3 separate regions of the Mus musculus genome follow, and regions 2 and 3 are each linked to region 1. The links are chromatin contacts, called in public promoter capture Hi-C maps. All regions are on one chromosome and are shown on one strand. The core of a region is the stretch at or near the end of the contact, and the rest is flanking DNA. Distances in the headings are between cores, read along the strand shown. Region 1 holds the start of Dlat (dihydrolipoamide S-acetyltransferase (E2 component of pyruvate dehydrogenase complex)). Region 2 holds the start of Wdr61 (WD repeat domain 61). Region 3 holds the start of Cul5 (cullin 5).

Evidence for each region. Promoter capture Hi-C pulls out the DNA fragments that hold promoters and counts their contacts.
Region 2: a promoter capture Hi-C map of erythroid cells shows a contact between it and region 1, with 15 times the contacts expected there. The contact joins the promoter of Wdr61 here to the promoter of Dlat in region 1. A contact is called at or near these places in 2 of 39 promoter capture datasets (erythroid cells and pre-B cells).
Region 3: a promoter capture Hi-C map of hippocampal neurons shows a contact between it and region 1, with 5 times the contacts expected there. The contact joins the promoter of Cul5 here to the promoter of Dlat in region 1. A contact is called at or near these places in 4 of 39 promoter capture datasets (hippocampal neurons, liver and pre-B cells).

Annotation. Positions count from the first base shown.
Region 1 is chr9:50,657,394-50,661,743 of GRCm38.p6, reverse strand. Dlat (dihydrolipoamide S-acetyltransferase (E2 component of pyruvate dehydrogenase complex)) reads left to right here and starts at 1,964. Exons shown (of 14, transcript NM_145614.4): 1 at 1,964-2,553; 2 at 2,955-3,056; 3 at 3,455-3,579; 4 at 3,746-3,899. The coding sequence starts at 2,278.
Region 2 is chr9:54,732,474-54,736,823 of GRCm38.p6, reverse strand. It overlaps Wdr61 (WD repeat domain 61), which reads left to right and starts at 2,275. Exons shown (of 11, transcript NM_023191.3): 1 at 2,275-2,349.
Region 3 is chr9:53,664,998-53,669,347 of GRCm38.p6, reverse strand. It overlaps Cul5 (cullin 5), which reads left to right and starts at 1,841. Exons shown (of 19, transcript NM_027807.4): 1 at 1,841-2,310. The coding sequence starts at 2,287. It overlaps Gm16124 (predicted gene 16124), which reads right to left and starts at 2,255. Exons shown (of 2, transcript NR_166653.1): 1 at 1,993-2,255.

The DNA.
Region 1 (4,350 bases), core at 715-3,214:
ACGCTTCCTCCTAATTTAATGTCACTTTCAGTTCAGGAATGATAAGGCTAATTACATAACCCATCCAATGGATACATATTGCATAAATGTTGCACATAAATCATTACTCAATAACTGAAAGTCAAGCACTCAGCAGGATTACTGCTATACTAATTCAGAAGACAAGGAGAAACAGCACATAAGATCTTCATCTGCCTCACACATTAGTAAGTTTTGTTTTTTTTTTAATCTGATGTGTGTACCGCATCAGAAGGTCTGTTCGTGACTGCACAGCATACAAAGGTGACGTCACCAAGTGTTGATGCTGCTCAGTGACACTAGGATAGAAAATGAGGGAAAATATACAATATTTATCTGAGACCGAGTTAATTTGCTTAATTAAGTTGCATCCATTTTGTGAATGACAAACCCCATTATTTGTGACTGAAAAAAAATTACATTGTGTCTATACCCATTTTCAATAGACATTCTTTTAGGATGGACACATAGTTTAGTCCTATAAATGAGATACCCGTGTGAACTGTGCTGTCAGTCTAAAAAAAAATCGCTTAAATAGTTACTACAATACATAGAGTTGATTTATAGTTGTCAATATTGAGGATGCTGCTTCAGATAAATATGTACCATATGAGCTGGCAAGATAGCTCAGTGTTGGTCTGGAGAGATGGAGTTGGTTAGCATATACACAGAAAATAATGTCATAATTTAATATATATATATATATATATATATATATATATATATATATATATATATTATATATATACATAGAATAGGAAAATCTAGGGAGACATTTACTGGAAAATTTAGTCCTAATCTCAAACCAAAATTCACTGATTGATTTTCTATGAAATTCAAATCAGCCACGGCAATTTTAAAATCCAAATACTCATAACAATTCAACCTAAAGATTATACTACTATAATGTTTATATAGAAGGGATAACTGTGGGAAATGTCTTTCTGCAATTAAATCATTATGCTCACGTGAGAGCAGAACACTTTGTACAGTAAAACCAGTGCGAATCACACCATACACGGGGAATCTGTGCCAAGGTGTTTCAGGCAGTGTTGGCTGGCCTCGTGTGACACCGAGGGCATGGCAGTACAAAGGGCACGGGTGTCCTCACAGCCACAGCTGCAGCGACGCGGTAGGATTCAGTGTAGGCAGCAGTAGTGAGAAACAACCTAGGTTGGCGCGGCTGGGTTCGGCAGCTTTTCACTGTTGCCATTTTTTTTCTTTTGACCCCACATTGTTACTCCATAGTTTAAGAAAGGTTTCTGTTGTTGTTTTCCTATTGAATTCACAGAACTGCGGGACAGCACGACAACGACTTTCGCAAAGTTGTATCTTAAACCTTTCTTTAAAAAAAAAAAAAAAAAGAATCTCAGTATGTAGCCCAAGCTGGCCTGGCAATGAACAGCATTAAACCAGGCTGTCCTGGAATCTAGGGTTCCACCTGCCTCTGTCTCCGTAATGCTATAATTAAAGGAATGTGTGTGTGTTAAAATATTTTCGCTATTTAAGAGGATACGGTGGAAATCTGGGGGTAATAAAACTGCTTTTTACAAACAAGTATCTTTATAGAGGAAATATAATTAGTCTTCTGTGACTAACTGGAAATGTGAAAATGTACCTTTCTCTTGGCTGCCCTTCACATCATTTGGCTGAAAACCCTGCTGCTCCCGTTTCCGGTGGGTTAGGGACCTAGGACAGCCTGCACGGGGCGGGCTCTGCAGCCAAGGGTCACCCCCTGATCCCCCGTCACTCGAGGGCCTTTCCTTTCTCCAACTTTCCAAGGTGCGCCCGCACCCATCGACCTAAAGCTTTGCATTACTGTCAGCCCGGGCTCTTTTCCCCAGCTTTTTCTTAAAGCAAAGGCGGTCGTTCCCTTTGGCACCGCCTCCCTGCCCTCAGGCTGCAGCCGGTCCGACTCTCGGGTCCCTTAGAGCGGCCCTGGTCCGTACTTCCCATCCTCTGCGACACCTCTCCTAGGGCCTTTCCCGTTTCTCCCAAACGTGCACCGCCCCCGCACTGCCTCGCAGCGCCTTCGTCACCGCAGATCCTAAGCGGCAGCCTCCCGTCCCTCTCGGGTGTCTCCGACGCGTCCCCCCCGCAGAGGGGCACGGAAACCCTACGTTCCGGTCGCCCGTCCAAGCAGCCGCTTTTACGACACTGCGCGACCGCAGTGCGCGGCTGACGGCAGAGCCGCGCTGCTCTTGGAGAGGTCACTCCGGAGACGGCGGAGCCTTTGGGGCGTGGGGGTCGGTGGCAGTAATGTGGCGCGTCTGTGCGCGGAGGGCGCGGAGTGCTGTGCCCAGGGATGGGTTCAGGGCTCGGTGGGCGGCCTTGAAGGAAGGCCCCGGGGCCCCATGCGGGAGCCCGCGGATTGGCCCCGCTGCGGTCCGTTGCGGTAGTGGGATCCCCCGCTATGGGGTCCGCTCCTTGTGCGGCTGGAGCTCCGGCTCCGGCACTGTCCCGCGTAACCGCTTGCTGCGACAACTCCTGGGGTCGCCCAGCCGCCGCTCTTACAGCCTCCCTCCGCATCAGAAGGTGAGTGACCCACCCTGGAGCCTGTTGTCCTTCAGAGCCCGCTCCTTGGCGTGGGGAATCCTCCTTGAGAGGCCTCCGACAGCCAGCTCCCTCCCAGATCTATTACGGTCCCTCGCCCAAGACCTTCCCAGTGGGCATCTTTTCTATTGAAAGAGGTCTAAGCCTGCGGCTATGGGCAAAAGGTCTGAGAAGTCTCACGTGCTTTCTCAGATCCACTAGACTGACTGGAGGATCAACCTGCCTCTGAAAGTCATGAATTTCTGGAGTGCTAGATCTCCCTTTGTATCTCCAGTGAACAGTTTGAAATGTGACTCAGTAAATACTCTGCATGAACTTGGGTGGAATGAAAGCACGCCGAGGGCTAAGTATGCCTGTTTAAATGTATGCTTCTTTTTCTGCAGGTTCCATTACCTTCCCTTTCCCCTACAATGCAGGCAGGCACCATAGCCCGCTGGGAAAAAAAAGAAGGGGAAAAAATCAGTGAGGGTGATCTAATTGCAGAGGTAAGTCTTAAAACACGCAGATTTTACCTAAGGGAGTGGCTTTGCTGAATAGACTAAAGCTTAGCCTTCTGGTAGGTAGTTTCCTCTTTCTCTTTAAGAAGCAGCTCCCCTCCCACCTCCCCATTTATTAGAGATGATTGGTTAGCTACGTTGTCAGCAGCTAGCTAAATTGTTTTTGAGATCACGGTGTAACTCTGGCTGGCCTGCAATGCTCAGAGATATCCCCCCCCACCCCCAATGTTACAATGTTAGCAATGCCTAGCTTCTACCCAAAATGTTTTTAAACCGTTCTTTCAAGTCTGTGGTAGTGGGTTTTATCTTCGTATGGATTTCTAGACACATTCCAGTTAACTGCCTCTTGGCAGTACAAACCTAAGCCAGTGCTTTTGTGCTAACAGGTTGAAACTGATAAAGCCACTGTTGGGTTTGAGAGCCTGGAGGAGTGCTATATGGCCAAGATCCTTGTTCCTGAAGGGACCAGAGATGTTCCAGTTGGGTCCATCATCTGTATCACAGTTGAAAAGTGAGTAAAAACAAAAAGAAAAAAAAATCTTTGTAATTTGTGAACATTTGTTGCTTTTAAAGCATTTCAACTCAGATTGGAAGTTAAAGACATGTGAGGACTCGCTGGGAGGTTAGGGATTGGATTTGCTTTATAAATTCTATATTTATGTATTCTTTTTCTTCAGGCCTCAGGATATTGAGGCCTTTAAAAATTATACATTGGATTTGGCGGCGGCAGCTGCCCCACAGGCAGCCCCAGCTGCAGCCCCAGCTCCAGCTGCTGCCCCAGCGGCACCTTCTGCAAGCGCTCCCGGTAGCTCCTATCCTACTCATATGCAGGTAAGACTCAGCCTCTGAGTGCCGGCTCCTGGTGACTTGTTATTAATTATTTTATTGTCATTTTTCTCTATGGGTGGCTATTGTACTCTGAAAACGTGTCATTAACTATAAGTGCCTGTCATTCAGCCGTATTGAGAGATTTTAGCTGTGAAAATTATTCTTGTTGTTTCTAAGTGTGTGAGCCTGGACAGTTTCTTTAACCTTTCTCGGCTTTAGCCCAGGATACAGGATAATGCTTGGCTTTTCTCTTTCACAAACGATGTGAAAGGTTTCGGAAATGACTTTTTCCCCTATGCAAGTAGAATTTAAGTAGAGAACAGGTGCTATTTGCTGAATGAAAGTCCCCAGATGAAGTTTTCCTTTGGTTTAGAGTGGGCTACTTCTAAGCATAGATGAAGTATTCCAGTAATAGTCATTAGTGAAAAAATAACAATAAAGAATAAGTATGATG
Region 2 (4,350 bases), core at 1,026-3,525, 4.1 Mb before region 1:
GTAGGTGTGTGTGTGAGAGAGAGAGAGAGAAGAGAAGAGAAGAGAAGAGAAGAGAAGAGAAGAGAAGAGAAGAGAAGAGAAGAGAAGGTCAGCTATGGGGCAAAGGAACAAACATTAGAAAAGTGGGCTGGAGTCCCTGTTCTGAGGCTTTACAACAAAGGGTTTTAAAGAGGACCACAGTCAGAGGACCTCGAGCGCCCTCTGCAGGACATATGTAACACACCTCCCCTCGCCCCCACTCTAGTTTCCCTCTTTCACTTGCTGAGTAGAAGATAGTGCTCTGCTATTGGACTGCTGATTTAGGTCTTCTCTGGGAAGTCACTTACATATATCCAACTTTTTGACGGAGTAGTGGCAATCCTTTCTGCTGGGCACATGGCGACCTCCCTGTCCTTGTAGGTGTAGACTGAGGCTGTAACTCCGTGGTGAGCCTGTAAGAGGGAGTCAGGTGTGGCAGACATGAGCCTGAAATGCTTCTACACACACGTGACTCTGGGCTGCGTGGTGACACTGCTGTTCTGTGTCACTCTGCTTGCTTCGTCCTGTCTCTGGGTTTGCTCTGTCCAAGCTCGTTGGAAAAGCAGTAAGCCATTTTTTAGGAAGAACCAGAATCCTGGGGCCATGGCCTTCCAAAGAAGGACTGGGTATACTTTCAGAGCCTTTCAGGACAGGGCACACAGCTCTGTCACACCCGCTGTCTTCAGTTTTGCTTGATTTTATTGTGAAATCTTTTCATTGTCTTTTGACCTGCAAGATCACAACTCTTCCTACAGATGTCTCAGTGATGCACAGTTACTCTGTCTCCCAGATTTGCTCTATAACACACATAGAGGAGATCTAGGAACTTTGATAGAAAAATAATTATATTTTTATTTCTCTTAACTTCTAGCAGAAAGGTGATGTTTTTCTTGATCACATATGTGCACAATAAACCAGGAGGCATTAACAGTAATTGACTTGGTCACTAAATCAAACCACAGTATTGTTCCTATTTTATTACAACCACTGAAGATAATTCAAAGCATTGTGTATGTGTATTGATACTTTGAAATCACAGACGGTATTAGATCTGTTGAGCTCAGGTAGGTGTGTTATTATTTTGCATATTTATGGCTATTTTGATGGAATTATTTCCCTTTAATCCTATGTGGATATTGATCCATTTATAAATATTATTCTGAGGCAGGACTCATAGTCTTGATTGCATGTCAAAGACATTCATTGTACATAAGAGGCCTGTTATTCTTGCTTCACAGTAGACCATGCTAATGACCTCATGTGCTTGGTGCTCTGACAGTAGAGAGGTGAAAGGTAGGGGTTTAATATAGTCTTTGAACAAGCATATCTGGAGTTCACATCATAATTATTCAGTCACTGAAGAGCACACGAATAATTCAATGTCCAAATTCTACTGGAATTCTCTCAGTTCTCTGTTTGGCATCTTGAAACAGCACTCTGAGGTATTTTTCGGCTTTGAGTTTGAACGACAGAGTTATAGCCAGGCCTGGTAGTGCAGGCCTGTCACTCTAGAGATACTGGAGACTGAAGCAATAGAAGCAGGAATCCAAGGACTGCCTATGCTACAGAGTTACAGAGTAAGTTATAGGCCAGCCTAGGCAATTTATTGAGAACTTGTTTCTAAATAAATAAATAGATGGCTGGGATGTAGGCCAGCAGGAGCATGCTTGCCTAGCATAGGCAACATCCTGGGTTTGAATTTATGCGCTATTAAAAAAAAATATATAGGGAATGGCTCAGCAGATAAAAGTGGCCGCCTTCAAGCCTGATGACTTGGGTTCCATTCCTGGGCTCCACGTGACAGAGACAACTAAGACACTCAAGTTGTCTTCTGACCTCCATTTCTACACCATGACATGTGTGCACACTCCCATACGTGCACACAACTTTTAACAATATTAAAATGTGGCACTTTAAAAATTACAGAGCTAGGTTGTTTTAGAAAACCTTTATTGTAATGATTTTCGAGCTTTTTGCTGTGGGAGATGGGGGGCGAGGCTGGGCTGGAAAGGAGAAGGAAAGAAAAAGAGGACGAAGAAAAAGCGGGGAAAAAAAAAAAAAGAAAGAAAAAAAAACAGAAGAAAAAACGAACCCGGGAAGTCATCAGAGAAGCTTTCTGAAGCCTGTTAGCAGCAGGCTGCCCTAGGTACTCCCCGCCCACTCTCCCTGGCTCCACCCTCACCCCAACCCCGCACGCCAAGGCAGCAGGGGGGCGCTCTGCCGGTCCCGCCCGCATCCCAGGAGAGGCCCCGCCCCTTCGTTAGCTCATCCACGAGCGCCACGGTCGTGCTCCACTGACGTCAGGCGTGCTGTGCGGCTGGCTGTACGGTGGTGAGTTGGTGTGCTGGGCAGAGTTGGGGAATGGTGGTCTTTGGTGCTGTTGCCTACTAGGGCGAGAGGGCGACTGAACCGGGAGAGTTGGAGGCCACCACAGCAGGTTTGTTCACGGAGGCTCCAGGAGTCCAAGGGTGGCTTTCGTGACTCTATTTAACTTGGCTAGTCCGCGAGGCACGAGTCCCAAGGGCAGACAGAAGGCCCATAGGTGGACTAATTTTGCTCCCAGATAATGTTTTGTGCATCCCGGAAATGAGGGTTGGCTTCTTTGCGGGGTGGGGAGGGGAGTAGTTTCCCCTTAGATAGAGGACTCTGGGGAGGGGAGTAGTTTCCCCTTAGATAGAGGACTCTCTTAATACCAGTCCTATAGTAGTTAGCCACGCTGTTAGGTAGCAAGCTTCACGTCATTGAACACTAAGCAGAGAGTGAGTTCCTTTTATTTCAAGTACCATGTGGTATGGTGCGTTACAGACGTGCCTGAGAAACTTTCATAGACGCATGGGTTAGTCTCTGGGAAGCCTGAAGAAGGACCTTTAAATCCAGCCCCGATAACTGGAAATTTTCCTAAAGAGAGAGATGGCATAGAGGCCTCTTGGGATTCTCTTGGTTCTGAAATTACCTGTCATGAGACATGTCTTAGTAGTAGGAACTGTGTATTTACCTACGCTTCCGTCAGCTGCTCTAAGCCTCTCTCTTCTAGCCAGAAGAACGGAGCTAGTAAGAGTGCCTACTAAACGGCGTTAAGGAAGGTTCAGTGAGCTAATCTGTATAATAGTTAAAATAGGATCTGATGCAGTACGTCCTCAAAGGTTCAGCCTGATGGAACTGCACACCCTATTTTGAGGGTAGCTTTTTAAAAGTTGACTCCCTATAAACCTTCTTACTTGTAAAATTGTCGTTTTTCTCTATTGCCAAGTGTGAGGTTCGTATGGGCAGAGAGGAGGCAGTATCACTAAGAGGGCTGGTCTTCATGCAGTTTGTGTCTCAACTTGTTTGAGCCAAATTGTCAGGAGAGCTTTCTAGTCTGGGCAAGGTCCTGTTCTTGAGTCACAAATCAGTAACAGTCACAAGTCAGCACACCTGATTAAGATCTCTTAGGCCAGGACTATTTAGAAATCATGTGTCTGTCTGAGTTTCTGTTCTTGGTAAACATTTGTTAGTCTTTGGTTTGCATATTTGAAGCAGGTAGCATGAGCCCAGATGTCTGAGCTGTATGTACGGCCTGTTAAGTGAGGATGGAACTGAGGGGCTGTGAACATGGATTAGAAGACAATTCACACTCTTATATTTGTTAATTTCTAGTTGAAATTTAGCATATTCTCCCATTATGTTATATTCTCACATAACAAGTATTAAATATGACTTTGTTAACGGCTTTAGCGATCACAGGTGTTTTCATATCAGAATGTTGTGATGGGATTGTTGTTTGTTTTGAGACAGGGTCTTGCCAGAAAGCCAGGCTTAGTACCTCCAAACAATTAGGATTACGGAACTGCTGGCAGGATGTTGTTTATGTCCTGAGGTTGCGGCATCTTTTAGACTTGCTGATTCTTATAGAATGTGATGATAAGGAGCCATGTGTGTTTTGCTCTCATAAGTTTGGTTTTCATGTTTTGACAAGATTGTTTTCCACATAGAGCCTATGCCTAGATTCTGTTTGTGAATTTTCATACTCGATTATATTTATTTATAATTTTAGAAGATGTGCAGGGTGTTGAATCTTTTGAGTCACGTGATGCCCAGTTCTGAGTTCGCTTCTGCCTTGTTTCTGCTCTCACTCTATGAGAAAGTGTCTTTTCTCTGGGGTTTAGTGCCATGCCTTCTCATTTTTGTGTTTTGGTTGCTTGTTTGGTTTTGGTAGTGAGCCCGTGGTGAAGGTAACCCTCTGGCATGGTGCCGGAGTGATAGCCCATGTTCTTGCCCAGTGCAAGAAAGCTGTAATGAGTCTTAGAGAGAAAAATAAGTATTTTAGATAAGCCCTGTTTAGGTTGAGTTCAG
Region 3 (4,350 bases), core at 592-3,091, 3.0 Mb before region 1:
TCCTGTTTAAAGAGCGAGTTCCAGGAGAGTCAGAGCTACACAGAGAAATCTTTCTGTTGTGAAAAACAACAGAACAAAACCAAAAATGAATAGAATCATGTCTTGTTTGTTTGTTTGTTTTGTGTTTTTTGAGGCAGGGTTTCTCTGTGTAGCCCTGGCTGGCCTTGAACTCAGAAATCCACCTGCCTCTGCCTCCCAAGTGCTGGGATTAAAGGCGAGCGGCACCACACCCGGTTTTGTCATTTTTATTTTTTTAATGGACTATGATACCCTTTTTATTTTATTTTATTTTTAATGTATGTGAGTATACTGGGCCATCTCTCTAGCCTTTACATTTAATTTTTGCCATAGCACTATGCTATAGATGTTTTAATACTAATTTCACAAACAAGATAACTAAGGCCCATTGTGAAGTAGCAGATTTTTTTTTTAAGATTTATTTATTTTATGCATATGGGTACGCTGTAGCCGTCTTCAGACACACCAGAAGAGGGCATTGGATCCCATTACAGATGGTTGTGAGCCACCATGTGGTTGCTGGGAATTGAACTGAGGACCTATGGAAGAGCAGTCAGTGCTCTTAACCACTGAGCTATCTCTTCAGTCCTAAAGTAGCAAATCTTAACTCACTTTAAGTGCTATATTGTTTAGATAGGGGTCTCACTTTATAGCTCTAATTGGCCTGGAACTTAAGAGTGTGCTAGGATTAAAGGCATGCTCCACCACACCCAGCACGAAGCAGATATAAAGAACTCTTGGCCTTTTCCGAGGGAGGCGTATACCTATAATCCCACCAGTCACTCTGGAGGCAGAGGCAGGCAGAACTCTAGAGTTCTAGGTCAACTTGGTCTACATACAGAATTCCTGGCCATCCAAGAATACATAGAAAGTCTTCTTTAAACATAGCTACCTGGAATGCTTGGGGCAAAAGGAGTTTTCAGGCATAATATATGAAATAAAATCCTTCAGAGTGGAGCCTGAAAGTCTGCTTTTCTAAGTAGCACCCCAGGTTATATTAATATAAAGAATGCACTAGCAACGTTTGAGAAACTTTTGTTTTCTTGGGTTTTTTGACCTAGCTGTTCTGAAACTTGCTCTGTAGACCAGGCTGTCCCCAATCTTACGGAGATCCTCTTGCCTCTGCTTTGAGTACTGAGACTAAAATTGTTGGACAGTGAGAGATGAGTTTCAAAGAAACAAATTTGATACCAGGTGGTGGTTTCCCACACCTTTAATCCCAACACTTGGGAGGCAGAGGCACCTACCTCCACTCTCCGAGTTCAAGACCAGCCTGGTCTACAGATGGCGTTTCAGTACAGCCAGGGCTACATAGAGAAACTGTCAAAAACCAATCCAACCAACCAACCAAGCAACTAAAACCCCCAAAGGGTAGTATTAGGAACTTGCATAATGCATTAAATAACAGCTAACCTGAGAGATCCCTGTATAAATTACATTCTCTTCCCTTGATCAGAGATTCGTGATCAGAAGCGATGCAATTTGGAGAAAATACTATAGGGTGCTCTAGGATATGTCTTAAGGAACCCAAGATTAACAATCACTTCTTGAACAAGCAGGGTTTTTTTTTTTGTTTATAGGAATAACAGTACGTTTGTGCATCATTTATTAATTGACTGGGCGCCTTCTCTCAGTCAGCATTTCCTGAGGACAGCAGTAAGAAGCCTTCCAGGCTAATCTAATCCTGAGCTCTGAATAGCCATTCCGATCTGGGGCGAGCGCGTGAGGGCTGCGCCGGCTCCAGCCAGCAGAGGGCGCGCTCGCACCCTCCGCGCGGGCCTCGGGACCCAGTGGCTTGCTGTCGCCTGGGTTGCTCCCGAGCACGCCCCCGCCCGCCGCGTCACGTGACGCCGCCACGGACCCTGAGGTGCGGGCCCTAAGCCGAGATAAAGTCGTTGCCGGCGGCCCAAGCGGGTGCAAGCCCAGCGGCAGAAGCGAAGGCGAGCTGGGGAGGCCCGAGGAAGTGGCTACTACCTCTTCCCGGTCTGGTCGGCTCCCGGTCCCTTCCCACCATTCGCCGCTCGCGTCTCCTCAAGCGTTTGCATGCGCTCTCTCGCGTGGGCAGGCCGGGGTGACCATGTAGCTGGAAAGCCCGAGGAAGCACGGCTGCCCGGGACGAGCTCGGCGCTGACGGCACGCCGCTCCGGCGTCCCCCGCATCCCCCGCCGCGGCCTGCGGGGTCCTGCTGGGAACCCCGGCCTCTCGAGGAGGCCTGGCCCCGAGCGCCGCCAAGTCTCGCCCCGTCTCGCGAGAGTCCAAGTTGAGAACATGGCGACGTCTAATCTGTTAAAGGTAAGTCCCCCCGGCTGCAGCCGGGCTTTTGCCCGGCCATCGATGCGCTCGGCTCCCGGGGAAGGACCGGGCTCCGTGGGAGCGGCAAGATGTGTATGAGGAGAGCGGTTCGGGGTTGTCCACCGGAATGAGCCGGGGTGGCTGTTGCCCGAGCACCCCGACGCCGGGCCCTGGCCTCGGGGGTCCAGAGGACCTGGTGGGTTCCTCCCGCCGGCTCACCGACTCGCAGCGATGCTTTCAAGGGACCAACCCCGGCTGGGAGCGAGAGCAGTGTCGCTGGGCCGCACCAACCCATCATTGTGACTCTTGGGGCCCGTCCCTTCTGAATGGAGTGTCAAAGACATAATAGGGGAAAAAAATCCCAGCAAAATGCTGCCTAGCAGGTTTCAATGGCTGGTCCCCCCATGCTCCCCCAACCCCATTCCTTAATTTCTGTTCGCACTCTGCAGGAACTGTGAGTTAGACAGCAGTGCCTGCCTGCCACTTCACCTCTTTCCTCCCTTCTCTGAATGTCACACCTTCCCACCAGTTCTCTCACGCCTGGCCGTCTATTTCCACCTTTTCTCTGTCCCTTGAGGAACTGTCTCCCAATCCTGACCTCCCTTATAGGACATCGATGGCACCCGATCAAGTGCTGCTGTCCATCCTTTTAGGGTGTAGAAAAGTTTTCATTTAAAGAAAGCATTGAAAAGTTGTAAATGCCAGGAGAGTCCCAGGGCGAGCAGGTTATGTAGAATCATCTCTAAAAAAATGAGGATTGAGGAAGACAATTGAGGCGAGTTTGTGTTTTTTAGTAAGAATTCTGACCTGAACTTACTAACTGAAATATGGGACTAGTGATTACCTGAGGGGACATAAACACTATGTTCGCAGGCTGTGTGAATTAATAATAATAATAATAGATAATAATAGATAATGCTCCCTCCCCCCTAAAAAAGGGTCTCATTGGACCCGTCTTGCCAGAACTTGCTGTGTAACCTAGCTGGCCTTGAAGTCACAGAAATCCATTGTCTACACTGAGGCTGAGGGGAATGAAAAGGCCTACCTGACCCAGCTAGGAGTAAAGATAACTAGGATGATTTTTAAAGCTCTGCATTCCAATATGGTAGCACATACCTTTAGTCCCAACGCTCTTTTTTTTTTTTTTTTAAGATTTATTTAAGTATATGAGTACACTGTAGCTGTACAGATGGTTGTGAGCCACCATGTGGTTGCTGGGATTTGATCTCAGGACCTAGGAAGAGCAGTTAGTGCTCTTAACCACTGAGCCATCTCACCAGCCCTAGTCCCAACATTTTTGAAGCTGAGGCAGGCTGATCTCTGAATCCAGGCCAGTCAGGGCTGTCATTAGAGCCTGACTCAAAGCAAGAGAGAAAAAGAAGTACTGTAACTTCATGACAATATACTGGAAAGACCAGTAACCAACTGAGTGAAGTCAGATGCCAGAAATAGGAATTTTCAAAAAGATCTTTGTAGCTTTACCTGATCTTGGTACTCACTGTGTAGACCAGGCTGCTCTTGAACTTAAGAGAGGATTCTGGGTGTTCCCCACAAGGCCTGGCTGATAGTCTGATTTTCTATAGCTAGTACTGTTGTAATATGAAGGACATAATAAACAGACATTTGATTCTGTTATCTCTACATTGTCAAACATTTACCTATTTTAGTTGTTGGAACTTTTGGGGAGAGGGATTCCAAATACTCATATTTTGAAAAGTACTAATCATAAAATGGGGAGACTGAAGTTTGTCTTTGGAATATGTGAGGACCAGCCAGGGTCTGTCTATGATTTAATATATGGGATTATTAAATTCAGGGCTGTTACTACCTTGAGTAGCTATAGAGCTTACTGGGGAGTGGCCAAATTAGCATATTTTTTGTTGGACTAGTATATTGGCTTATTTGAGAAATGCCTTGGACTTATGCAAGTAGATTTTACCAAAGAGAGAATTAGCATGTCCATCGGTCAGACAAGAGTAGTGTGAGTCAGTCCCAGATCTACCAGCTGTACCTGACACATGCTGAATAATGAGCCCGAGC